Linked DNA regions of Mus musculus: region 1 is linked to region 2. Evidence: chromatin contacts called from public Hi-C data. All regions are on one chromosome and are shown on one strand. The core of a region is the stretch at or near the end of the contact, and the rest is flanking DNA. Distances in the headings are between cores, read along the strand shown.

Region 1 (6,303 bases), core at 1,369-3,868, 47 kb before region 2:
CCTGATCTACAGAGTAAGATCCAGGAGAGTCAGGGATACACACAAAGAAACCTTGTGTTGAACCTCACCCCACCACCCAAAAACTCTAAGAACTAAGCTGGGTGGCAATGGTGTACATGTTTATTCCAGCACTTGAGAGGCAAAGGCAGGTGGATAACTGTGAGCTTAAGATGCATCTGGTCTACAGACTGAATTCTGGGACAGCCAAAGCTACACCATGAAACCCTGTCTCAGAAAACAAACAAAACAAATGTAAGAACTACTCAAAGGGAAAAACGCCAAACAAGTGTTAATTAATCCTGATCAGAATTCTATGCAGAAAGTTTTTGCTTTGAAATTACACATCCATGGTATTCCGTGAAAGCTTAATTTTTTTGTACCACTAGGGTCATATTCAGTAGTTCTAGGTAAGATCTGCTTACATGTAAGTGGTTTGGATAAACTTGGTTCACGGGAAATGGCACTATCAGGAAGTGTGGCCTTGTTGGAGGACTACTGTATAGGGGGGCTTTGAAGATGTCTAGTGCTCAGGCTCTGCCCAGTGTAGAAGAGACCCTCCTCCTTGCTGCCCATGATGGTCTCCTTCTGGATGCCTTTGGGTCAAGATGCAGACCTCTCAGCTCCTCCAGCACCATGTCTGCCATGTTTCCCTCCATGATGATAATGGGCAGAACCTCTGAACCTGTAAGCCACCCCAATTAAATGTCTTCTTTATGGGGGTTGCCTTGGTAATGGTGTCTCTTCACAGTACTGGAAGCTCTAAGACAGTCTATATTTACAACGCACGCTTCCTGGATAATTCTGAAACATTCTAGCTCATAGCTCCTTTTTTTTTTTTTTTTTTTTTTTTTTGGTTTTTCGAGACAGGGTTTCTCTGTGTGGCCTTGGCTGTCCTGGAACTCACTTTGTAGACCAGGCTGGCCTCGAACTCAGAAATCCGCCTGCCTCTGCCTCCCAAGTGCAGGGATTAAATAGCTCCTTCTTTTTGCATCAGTATTATAAACTCTACTTTCCTTCTAATCTAAAATGGAAAAAAACAATTAGAGCAGCATATTTGCTTAAAGGCAAATGTATATAATTATAATGCAACATATTCATACATAAAAGTCTCTAGCAGTAAAGTAACTTGGGAACTAAATCACCTTATCGTGCACATCTTGTAAAAGGTCACGGATAATGAGCTGTCGGTCTTCTGCCTGGATGAGCTCCTGAGGACAAGCTGTCAGGATAATTTCTACCAGCTGCCTCCAGGACTCTAGAGCATGCCGCTTTGCATGAAGACACTGTAGCAGCTTGTTTCTTCCTACAACATACTGAAGAATAGTGCTGATTTCCTAAAGCCATAAATATTGAAACTGGTTAACATTCAGGAAGATAATACATGTTTTAAACAATTTCCTATTTTTAATACTTCCTAGTTATTCAGAAAACACTCAAATTATATTTATTAATTGTATTGTATAACTTTAAAAATAAATTGAAAACCACAAAAAAGTATAAAACCGCAAAACATTCCATGAAAGTTTTATTTTGTGTGTGTGTGTGTGTGTGTGTGTATGTATATGTGTGTGTTTGTGTGTGTAGCCCTGTCATTCACATGTGTGTGTGCCTTCACATGTATATATGCCACAGGAAATGTATGGGGATCAGCAAACAACTTCCATGAGTCATTTCTTTTCTTCCATCCTGTGGGTACTGAAGACCAAACAAGTCGTCAGGCTTGGCAGCAAATGCCTTTATTTACTTCACAGCCCTCTGTGTAAGTCATTGACTAATTACATATGCATTTACCACTCTTTAAGCAAGCAAATTAAGTAGTACAAACAAAGAGCTGAAGGTGTCAACCTAACACAGCTTACCTCCATCAGCAGAGGCCTCTGACCTATTGCTGCCATACCCTGAAGAGCATTGACTTCAGCTACGAGAACTCTATGAAGAAGCTAAATAATTAGTGAAAAAGAGAAAAACAGTATCATCAGATGCTGGTGGAATAATACATAGTAATTACCATAGCCCGCCCTAGCTGGAAAAGGTCCAGGTATCTCTGCATACAATGTCCCAATGGCATGGTCCAATTGCACACAAAAACACTGGCCATCCAGCTCCTTCCAGAAAATAGTAGCTCAGGGCTGAGGGACAGTAATTTAATGTTGGGAGCCTCAATAGCCTTCTCATTTTGCTGAGGCTGTAATCATTCACTTGGTAGAGAACAATAGTGAAAATTATTCTGTAGTCCTAGCTGGGTGGAAAAATTGATGTGGAAAGCTTTTAAAGAAAATAAGAGTGTTTATTGACTTTTTATTTTCTCATTGCTAGACAAAACAGCCCAATAAACTAATAACAGAAATGAGTAACATGTTAATCTCTATACATACTAGGGTTATATTTTTCTGACAGCTTGGTGTGTGAAGCAGTCACTGCAGGCTCGTGAGCGCAGCCCTCACCTTGACATTGCAGACCGTCTGCCCCTGTAAATTCTTGTGCTCACAGTTGGCAATGACTTGCTCAATCTGAGCACGGTCAAAAAAATCCAGCTGCAAGGGCTCAGGGATCTCCTGACTGAAGTCAATCGAGTCAAGGATGCTTAGAATTTTTCGACGCACTAGAAATAAGAAGTAAATAAACTGTACTTGAGGCACAGAAGAGGAGAACCAACCATACTTAGCTCATTAGCATGCTATGCTCTGAGACCAGAGACCCTGCTGAAATCTAAATCTGACTTGTTTCTGATTTGGCCACTCACTAAGATAATTTTTTTCCTCTGCTCTATAAACCCTTATAGACAACAAGTAATCCTTTACATAGCTCTTCTATATAGTTCCAGAACCTAGAGACACCAGTAAATTATCCTGCAATCTTAAGCAGTGTAATGTCTATAATGTAATCAAATTCCAAGGGCCTCTCACCTTTTGTGGCAGTGTCAAAATGAAGGAACCCAGAGACAGATCTGTTTTCATCTTCCATTCCTCCTTCACCATCTGTTGAACACCAATAGCAATAGATCAGAAAAGGAAAAGTACACTTTAAAAATTACATTTACTCGGAGATGACACACATAATATTTTATTTCTGGGTCAAAGAGCCTTTTGTAAATGGATAAAGATGCAAAATTACGAGGACTTTGAAATGTCCATCTACCTTTTTCCATCACAACTGACCCACTCATAACTCTGAAGAGGATAATTAGAATTTCACAACTAGCAAGCCCCCATCATACAAAGAAAATGATTCAAAAGAAGCTTGTGTTTAATTTGCATATGCAATACTCGGTGAAACCGCTTTGGTTATGATGGTTCAGTGTGGCAACCTTCACTGTTTTGTATGGCAAATTCATTAAAGGGAAATGAAATGACATCAAAGGACAACTTTTCATGTTCTAAGGATAAAGACACTCGAGCTGGGAAGCAGCAGCCTTGTCTCCAGCCCCACCTAAGCTACGCCGTGCCCTCCGCAGTGCTCACCTGAGTACGGCTTCACCGGCATGTCATCCAGTAAGAGGTGCAGGAGCCTCTGTGTATGTGAGCGCTGGCGATTCAGAGATGTCACTCTTAGCTCTATTGAGGCTGTCTTCATAAGCCATGACATCTGACTCAGCATGGAGATTTCATGCTCTAGAATTTAAACAAATAAATGTCATCTCCCATTGTTCAAATACAAGATCAGAAAACTCCATAAATCATCAGATACTTCCTCATGAAACAAAGTCACTAATTTCTGAATCATAGTAACATTATAACCAGAACATAAAATTATGAAAGAAAAAGAGTATACAAAAGAAAAAGATGTTATTCTATGTCTATGAAAAATTAAGAGAACAATAAAATTTTTATTTGTGCCAGATGTGGCACATGCCTTTAAGCCCAAGTACTCAGAAGACAGAGGATCTCTGTGAATTCCAGGCTAGCCTGATCTACACAACAAGTTCCAGGCCAGCTAGGAATACATAGTGAGACACTAGCTCAAAAAAAAAAAGTTTATTACTGGAGTAATTTCAAAGACCTTACAAGTCTGCCACAATTTAACATGAATGTCACTTTGTATTTTGTTTTGAAAAGTAATTCAAATATATAACAATTCATTTAAAAAAACTATTTTTACTCAAAAAAATACATACTTAAGCCCATATTATATAATTTTAGGCTATGTGATAAGACAGTTGGTAGAGCTCTTGCCTTGACATATAATTAGGGCTATAAACCACATTATTAAAACAAGTTAAGGGGATTGGAGAGATGGCTCCATGGTTAATGGAATGTCCCACTCTTGCAGCAGATCCTGGTTTAACTTCCTATAATGAAGTCCATGGGATCTGCCACTCTCTTCCCAGGCTTCTGAAGACAGGGGTCCATGTAAACACGGGTACACACATACATACATACATACATACACACACACACACACACACACACACACACACACAAATTTAAAACTAAGTCTTTCAAAAAAGGGTTTTCAAATTCAGTATTACTTTGTTTTAAGATAGTCTTGCAATAACCAAGACAAGTCTCAAACCCAGCCCCTACCTGAGCCTCCCAAGCTGATTGAATTGCAGGCAGGCATGACCATTTCTGGCTCAGTATTTTTTTTATGTTTAGTGGGTCCTATGCTTTGAAGTCCTAAATGATGACAACATAAGCATAGCTGACTAAATAATAACACTAACAATCTCAATCTGCACTGGTTGACAATTTGCCATACGATGGAGTAACTGAGAAGTTACTTCTTAGTTGAGAAAATGCCTGTATCGCTGTAGGCAAGCCTGTGACACGTTCTCTTAATTAGAACTGATATGAGGGCTGGAGAGATGGCTCAGCGCTTAAGAGCACTGACTGTTCTTCCAGAGGTCCTGAGTTCAATTCCCAGAAACCACATGGTGGCTCACAACCATCTGTAATGGAATCCGATGCCCTCTTCTGGTGTGCCTGAAGATAGCTACTGTGTATATATAATAAGTAAATAAATCTTAAAAAAAAAAAAAAAAAAGAGCTGTTATGAAAGGGCCCAGCCTATTGTGGGTGACCAGATCCCTGGTCCTGGATCACGTAAGGAAGCAGGCTGAGCAAGCCATGGGAGCAGCCACTAAGCAGCACTCCCTGAGGCTTCTGCTTCACCTCCTGCTTCTAAATTCCTACCTTGAGTTTCTGCACTTACTTCTCTCAATAATGGAGTATAACCTGAGACCAACTAATAAGATAAAATAAACACTTTCCTCCCCAACATGCTTTATATATGTGAGTATACTGTAGCTGTCTTGAGACACTGGAAGAGGACATTGGATCCCATTACAGATGGTTGTGATCCACCATGTTGTTGCCGGAAATTGAACTCAGGACTTCTGGAAGAGCAGTCAGTGCTCTTAACCACTGAGCCATCTCTCCAGCCCCCATCCCCGCCACCCATGCTTTTAGTAATGGTACTTATCACAGAACTAGAAACCCTAACTAAGACACAGGCCAAGCTAAGTCCATTTTTATAACACGTAAGTCAGACTGTGACTATTCTTTTGGATTATCCATGTATAAAAACTTAAAGTTTCTATAATGTTCTTAAACAAAATCCCATAACTAAAAATGACACAATTATGAAAATAAAGAAAACTGTTTTGTCAATCAGATAATTCTAAAGATATAACAGTTCTAAAACCTAATTAGAAAGCTGACAATTACTAGAAACAGAAATGTATTAACAGTCTGTATGAACCTTGATCTCAAAATATGATGCCATAAGTAAGTTTCAGAACCGCACTGTGGTACCCACACTGCGGTGCTGGCTTAAGGTGGTAGAGCTTACGGTGGTGGAGAATAGTCTGAGCTCACAAGTTCAAGACACCCTCGGTTTGGCTATAAGCTAAGTCTTTGAAGTGGTTCAGCAGATTTGGGTACATGCAGTGCGTCTAACTAGCTAAGATTGATCCCTGGGATGCATGGGAAAAGGAGAAACAACTCCTGAAAGTTGTCTTTCAACTTATATAGGAATGCTGTTGCACAGAATGTAATAAAAAATAAAAAAAAAGTTCTACTATCTATATAAGAAATTAACACAAGCAAGAGTAAGAAAAGGTTTGTATACAGTGAACAGGAAGGAGGGGGGAGGAGGCAGGCCAGACATGGTGCATGAATTTAATTCCGACACTCATGAGGCAGGTAGATCTCTGAGTCTGAAGCAAGCATGAGTTACACAGTGAGTCCCAGGACAGCCAGGGCTGCAAAGAGAGACCCTGGCTCAAAAAAACAAAACAAAAGAAAACAAACAAACAATTCACAATTCTTCTGGCCTTAGTATACACCAAGTACACATACAGGA
Region 2 (6,312 bases), core at 2,790-5,289:
GATTGCAGCAAAGACTAAAAAGTTTGACAAGCAACATGAGGTTCAAAAAGTTTCAGACTCTAGATCAGGGCTGCTCAACCAGGAACTCCACGAAAGCAAGCAAGCATGCACACGCGCACACACAATATCTAGCTATGAGTGATATTCAACCTGTAGTCTGTGACCCAAAAACAGAACAAACAAAGCCAAACCCAGACAGACAGCTACCAGGGTGAGCAATGGTATTGTGGTAAATGTGCGCAGAACAGGAACGCTGGGAATAAGCAGGTAAGGCGGTGACGAAAGCTAAACTAAGGTGAGGACAGTAGACTAGTGAGAAAAGGCTTAGAGGTGTAGAGAGAAATTACAACTGGCAACTGAGTGGGCACAGGACAAAGGGAGCCTCAAAACTGGAGCTCACTGTAGAACTCAAAGCCCTGGATCAATCCCTGATGTGGGGCAAACTGGAAACTGCCTTATCACAGAGATTTCAGAACCTTATAAAGAGGTAAAACACAGCTAGGCAGTGCTGGCGCATGCCTTTGATCCCAACATGTGGGAGGCAGAGGCAGACAGATTTCTGAGTTCGAGGCCAGCCTGGTCTACAGAGTGAGTTCCAGAACAACCAGAGCTACACAGAGAAACCCTGTCTCGAAAAACCAAAGGGGGGGGGGGGGGGAAGAAAGCTATACCACAAACAAACCAGAATACAAACATATCTGTAATCCCAATCCTCAGAAGGCTGAGGCAGGAGGATCAAAAATTTGAGGACAAAGTAGGCAGACCTAGTCCCTCTCTCTCCTTCCCCTCCCCCTCAGTTACTTACACACACAAACATACACACACACACACACACACACACACACACACACACACACACGTGTTAACTCTCTACCCTTAAGATAGTCTGTATAGACTAGGGGACAGAAGAGACAGACCAGAAGTAAAAAGTACGTAAAACTCCTCCAAAGGAGCTGAGTCCAGCGCCAGCATCCATCCAGACAGTTCATACAACAGTCTGTAATTCCAGCTCCAGGGAATGCCAAGCTCTCTCAGGTTGCCATAGGCACCTGCACTCCTAAAGATTTCTGAAAAACTAATAACTGTCTTTGTATTACACATGATTGGAATATAAACTCAGTAAACTACATAGACAAATTCCATTTTTTCCTCTTAATGAGACAGCCAATAAGAAATCAAAAATATATGCACACAAATCACATGCACTCACCTACACAGTCCATGAACATCAACACATCAACAAGTTTACGTACACAAGAGCCATCTACAGTTGCCCAACTTCAGTAAATATTCCTCTACTAGTAACAAATGAAAGGCTAATATTTTTTTTCAAAGCCTCTAGTATGTATTTTAACTCACCTTGAGAAGCACATTCATTTCCTTTAATGTTTTAGGATACTCCCTGCATATCACATCTAACCATTCATCATGGATGAGTTCAGTTTAATAAGGAAACAAACCCAATTGCCTACGTGGTCTGAAGGAAAGGTAATCAGGTCAGGTCAAGAGGGTACAACTAAGGGTATGTGACCTAGGCAGAGGTCAGGGCAGAGAAGGGTTTAGTCTGAAGGTAATCAAGTCAAGAGGGTACAACTAAGGGTATGTGACCTAGGCAGAGGTCAGGGCAGAGAAGGGTTTAGTCTGACCCAATAGCTAAAACAGGGAAGGCTTGCTTTTCAAAAATTTTAGTAGTGCATTTATTTAACTATGGGGGGGGGGGCACAGCAGTGCAAGGGGCAAGCCATGATGTGATGTCATAAAGTTGTGCTTAAAAGCATTAACTGTTTAATTTTGGAGAATTGTTTAACCACTAGAGGTCTTTGCTTCCAAATTAAATCTGAGATATTTAATTGCACTACTGCAAATATTATACACACACACACACACACACACACGCATACATATGGGGTATAAAGGGATTAAATGAGATAAAGCAAGCCTAACACTTGTTCTGGTGATGGGACATAGTACTAATTAAATCACCACCACCTCTCATTTTTCTAGCCTTGGTGACTGCCATCCTAATTCTACTTTTTTTTTCTTTAGTTTAGCTACACTAAGTTAAATATCATTGTTGTGTGTAGAGTCTTGTGTCTGTTGAGTATCTCACTCAATGTCCTCAAAGATCATACATGTACATGTGACAGTACTGCCTTCTTTTTAAAACTGAGTAATATGGGCTGGTGAGATGGCTCACCGGGTAAGAGTACTGACTGCTCTCCCGAAGGTCCTGAGTTCAAATCCCAGCAACCACATGGTGGTTCACAACCACCCATAAAGAGATCTGACGCCCTCTTCTAGTGCAGATGAAGTCAGCTACAGTGTACTTATGTATATTAATAAATAAATCTTTAAAAAAAAAAAAAAAACTGAGTAATATTCCTTTGTGTGTTCATCATGTTTCGTTTATCCACTCACTCACTCATCATCCATTCATCTATGGATGCTTCAGTTCTTCCCAAAGGTGACAAAAAATAACTCTCTTGACTGACTCCTGGCTTTTTAAAATGCTTTCTTTTCTTGAGGCCAATCAAAGCTCTCCTGTACACACTATACTCCTGGGAGCTAGTGACAACTGTCAGTGGCTTGTGTTTAATGGTAACTCAGGATATTATATGCTATAAATGTATGTAACAGAACTATTACATGGAAGCCTGGCTTTTCAAAAAATCTAGTAGTGCATTTAATTTAACTACTTTGAGGGGGGACAAGCATGATGTAATGTCATAAAGTTGTGCTTAAAAGCATTAACTGGCTGGGCAGTGGTGGCGCATGCCTTTAATCCCAGCACTTGGGAGGCATAGGAAGGTGAATTTCTGAGTTTGAGGCCAGCCTGGTCTACAGAGTGAGTTCTAGGACAGTCAGGCCTTCACAGAGAAACCCTGGGGGGGGGGGGGGGGCGGGGAAGAAAAAAAAAGGCATTAACTGTTTAATTTTGGAGAAATTATGTAATCACTGGAAGTCTTTGCTTCCAAATTAAATCTGAGATATTTAATTGCATTACTCCAAATATATAAATGAAATACACACATACACCAGGTATAAAGGGATTCAACAATCAAGACTAACACTTGCTCCAGTGAGCAGACAATATGTTGTCAATACAACAGAAAACTTCATTTCTACAGAACAATTTACCATACCACTTCTGAGATGGTTTATGTACAAAACTCAGATTTAGGTAATTTTCAAAAAATACTGGTAAACTGGCAAGAACCAGTACCAAAAACAGTTTAAAAACAAAACAGTCCTGCTGAAAAAGATGGTCCGTAAACGTTTGCTATGTTGCCTCTTAATTGTACTCATGAATCGAGTGTCTAAAGCCGTGTTCAGGAGTGCCAGACCTCGTACGAAATGTTTGACATCTAAGTCCTCCCCACTAACGACCGGCACCGTGTTCCTGGAACCAGGACAAATCAAAACCCATCCACTTCTTCAAGCATCTCTGAGGGGTTCCAATTACCAAAGATGACCCCAGCCCCAGCTTTTTCACAGCGATGTCACCGTCCGCCGTGGCTGTGACAACGGTGCAGGGCGGCACGTGCTGAGCCCGTGGCACCGCCTCGCGGCTGGCAAGACCTCCTCACCCCCATGCCCCATGACCGGCCCACGGCCCCCTTCCAGACCAGCTTCCTTCCAGCCTCGCCTGGGTCCCACAGCCCGGGACTTGAGCCGTACCTCGGCGGTAGATGGCCTGCCTACACCTGAAGGATATTGGGGGGACGAAGCGGCTTCGGGGGCGCGCGCCTGGCTGCCCGGGACCCCGCCGCTCCGCCTCCCCTTCACACGCCCGTTTCGAGGGCCAAACTGTCGCCGCGCCGCGCGCCATTCAAACGGAGGCGGCGCGGGGCTGCAGGCCGGAGCGCGGCGAGAGCGGGCCCTGCGCACACGCTCGCGCCCGCACTGCCAACGGCCCGACTGCACCAGCGCTCCCCACTCGCCGGCCCCGCCCCCCGTGGGTCCCCGCGGGTCCCTCGCGGGCCCGCCGCGCTCACCCGAATTTACCGCCAACAGCGCCGCCATCTTGGAGGAGGACTGAGAGAGCGCTCCTGCCGCGGGGAGGACCCCGGGCCCGAGGGCCTGCCCGCGTCGACGCCTGAACACAAGGGCGTCCCCAGGGCCTCCGAGAACGCCATGCGAGGCTCGAGCGGGTGTGCACAAGGCTCCCCGCCCTGCTCTGGCCTAGGGCCATCGAGTCTAACTGCGACCATTACCGTTAAAACAAGCCGAGGGCAGCCGGTTCGGAGACTAGCTGTGCAATGCATCATGGGACCCGTAGTTTTATTTCGAGTGAGCCGTGCAGTTGACTAGTGTTCAAAAAAGGGAAATCAGTGAAACTGAAAAAGTTCTTGCTGGGCGTGGTGGCGCACGCCTTTAATCCCATCACTCGGGAGGCAGAGGCAGGCGGATTTCTAAGTTCAAGGCCAGCCTGGTCTACAAAGTGAGTTCCAGGACAACCAGGGCTATACAGGCTATATACCCTGTCTCAAAAAAAAAAAAAAAAAAAAAGAGAAAAAATTCTCATGACCTTCATTTCAAGTTAAATTTTATTTGAATAGCCATCCCCCTTACCTTAAGAGAGTAGAGTGAAGTGAGTAAGTGATTAAGGAATTTCTATTTAATAAGTATATTCTGTAGACATAATCACATTGTGCTTCGAAAATTACAGACAGGGCCTGGAGAGATGGTTCAGAGGTTAAGAGCACTGAGTGCTCTTCCAAAGGTCCTGAGTTCAAATCCCAGTAACCATGTGGTGGCTGACAACCATTTGTAATGAGATCTGACGCCCTCTTCTGGGATGTCTGAAGACAACTACAGTGTACTTACATATAATAAATAAATAAATCTTTGGAAAAAAAAAAGAAAATTACAGACAGCGACAAAATTTGAGTACTGCCTGCCTGACTTCAAAAGTGTCACCCATTTGCTTCCTCATCCCCAACATGTTGAGTCAAATTCGACATAAATTTCACAAACACCAAATGTTTTTTCTACCTAAGCAACCAAAACTACTAAACTTACTCGTTAAATTTAAAATTTGCTAGCCGGGCGTGGTGGCCCACGCCTTTAATCCCAGCACTTGGGAGGCAGAGGCAGGCAGATTTTCTGAGTTCTAGGCCAGCATGGTCTACAGAGTGAGTTCCAAGACAGCCAGGGCTATACAGAGAAACCCTGTCTCAAAAAAACAAAAAGAAGAAAGAAAGGAAAAACACGTTACAGAATAGAATGGAAGCGGGCTAGTGAGATAAGAACCTAAAAAGCCTACTAAGTAACTTCTACATACGTTAGAAGTACTAATTCTGTCTTAAGCTTTCATTAAGTCTACTGTAAAATATAATGATTTCTGTGAATGATTGATGTCAGTAGCGATCTGCTTGAAAGCTCTTCGCTTATATTTGGAAGCCTTCAATGGAGAGTTCTAAGCCAAGCACCTCTTTCACTAGCGACTGACCAGACTGCCCTTACAGCAGCCCTGCTATTCTGGAGAGTTTACAGACACCCTGGGGATATGCTCACATTTGCACAGCTGAAGACATGCTCCAGTCATGGTCACTCCACAGCCTGTACTAGCCTTTGAATGCACTGGAATTAGACTAGCCTAAGTGAACTCCCAGTGACCCTGTGACCATTTTCAAGCAGGCTATAGGAGGAGCACTCTTCCTGGTGTTCGATCATCAGAGGACTTGTGATTGGTACAGAATGTAATTCATTTGCATGAAGGATTGTGCTATGGTTGGTGCAAACAACCTTACCAAATACCCCTTCTGGTTATATAAGCAGGCTGTTTGGTTTTCTTTTCAAGTCAGCTGTGAGACACCCTTTTTGAACTGTCTCTGCTGTTACATCCTTAAAACCATTAAAAGGTTCTCTCAAAAAATAAAAATAAAAAAAAGGGTGGTGGTGGCTCATGCCTTTAATCCTAGCACTAGGCAGGCAGGTCTGTGTGAGTTTAAGGCTAGCCTGGTCTACAGAGTGAGTCCCAGGGCAGCCAGGGCTACATGGAGAAATCCTGTTTCAAAAATAAATGAAATGAAGTAAAATAAAATAATTATCTTTATAACAGAGCCCTGGATGTCCTGGACTAACTTGATAGACCAGGCTGGCCTCAAACTCACAGAGACCCACTGGCCTCTCTCTGCCTCCAGGTGCTAGGATTAAAGGTGTGGGCCACAAGGCCAGTATGGCTTGCTAAACTGATTGGATAAAGACAGGCAGATGAAGTGACAGCAGAGTAGTTACTGAAGCAAAGGTCACAAGGGCAACAACAGCTACAATAGCAGCAGGTTCAGACCCAAAGTGGCTGACCGGTTC

The links. A called contact is a pair of places that touch in the nucleus more often than the background predicts.
Region 1: a contact with region 2 is called in a Hi-C map of embryonic stem cells, with 2.3 times the contacts expected there. The contact joins the enhancer-like site here to the promoter of Nup205 in region 2. A contact is called at or near these places in 16 of 39 promoter capture datasets (3T3-L1-derived adipocytes, the C10 cell line, the HPC-7 cell line and 10 more), 37 of 484 Hi-C or Micro-C datasets (the 3T3-L1 cell line, the 63-12 cell line, the C2C12 cell line and 19 more), 6 of 115 datasets of contacts at active chromatin or transcription factors (the HPC-7 cell line, embryonic stem cells and extraembryonic endoderm stem cells) and 5 of 9 other capture datasets (adipose tissue, embryonic stem cells, embryonic tail and 2 more).

The regions. Positions count from the first base shown.
Region 1 is chr6:35,220,821-35,227,123 of GRCm38.p6, reverse strand. Nup205 (nucleoporin 205) reads right to left here. Exons shown (of 43, transcript NM_027513.1): 24 at 3,462-3,611; 25 at 2,907-2,978; 26 at 2,445-2,602; 27 at 1,860-1,940; 28 at 1,143-1,334. Among named protein-coding and RNA genes, the nearest start is that of 1810058I24Rik, 29 kb to the left of the region's middle. Within about 2 kb of position 2,618, at least 3 of the 459 cell types and tissues checked have an H3K27ac peak or open chromatin away from gene starts, as enhancers often do.
Region 2 is chr6:35,175,343-35,181,654 of GRCm38.p6, reverse strand. It overlaps Nup205 (nucleoporin 205), which reads right to left and starts at 4,039. Exons shown (of 43, transcript NM_027513.1): 1 at 3,996-4,039. The coding sequence starts at 4,023.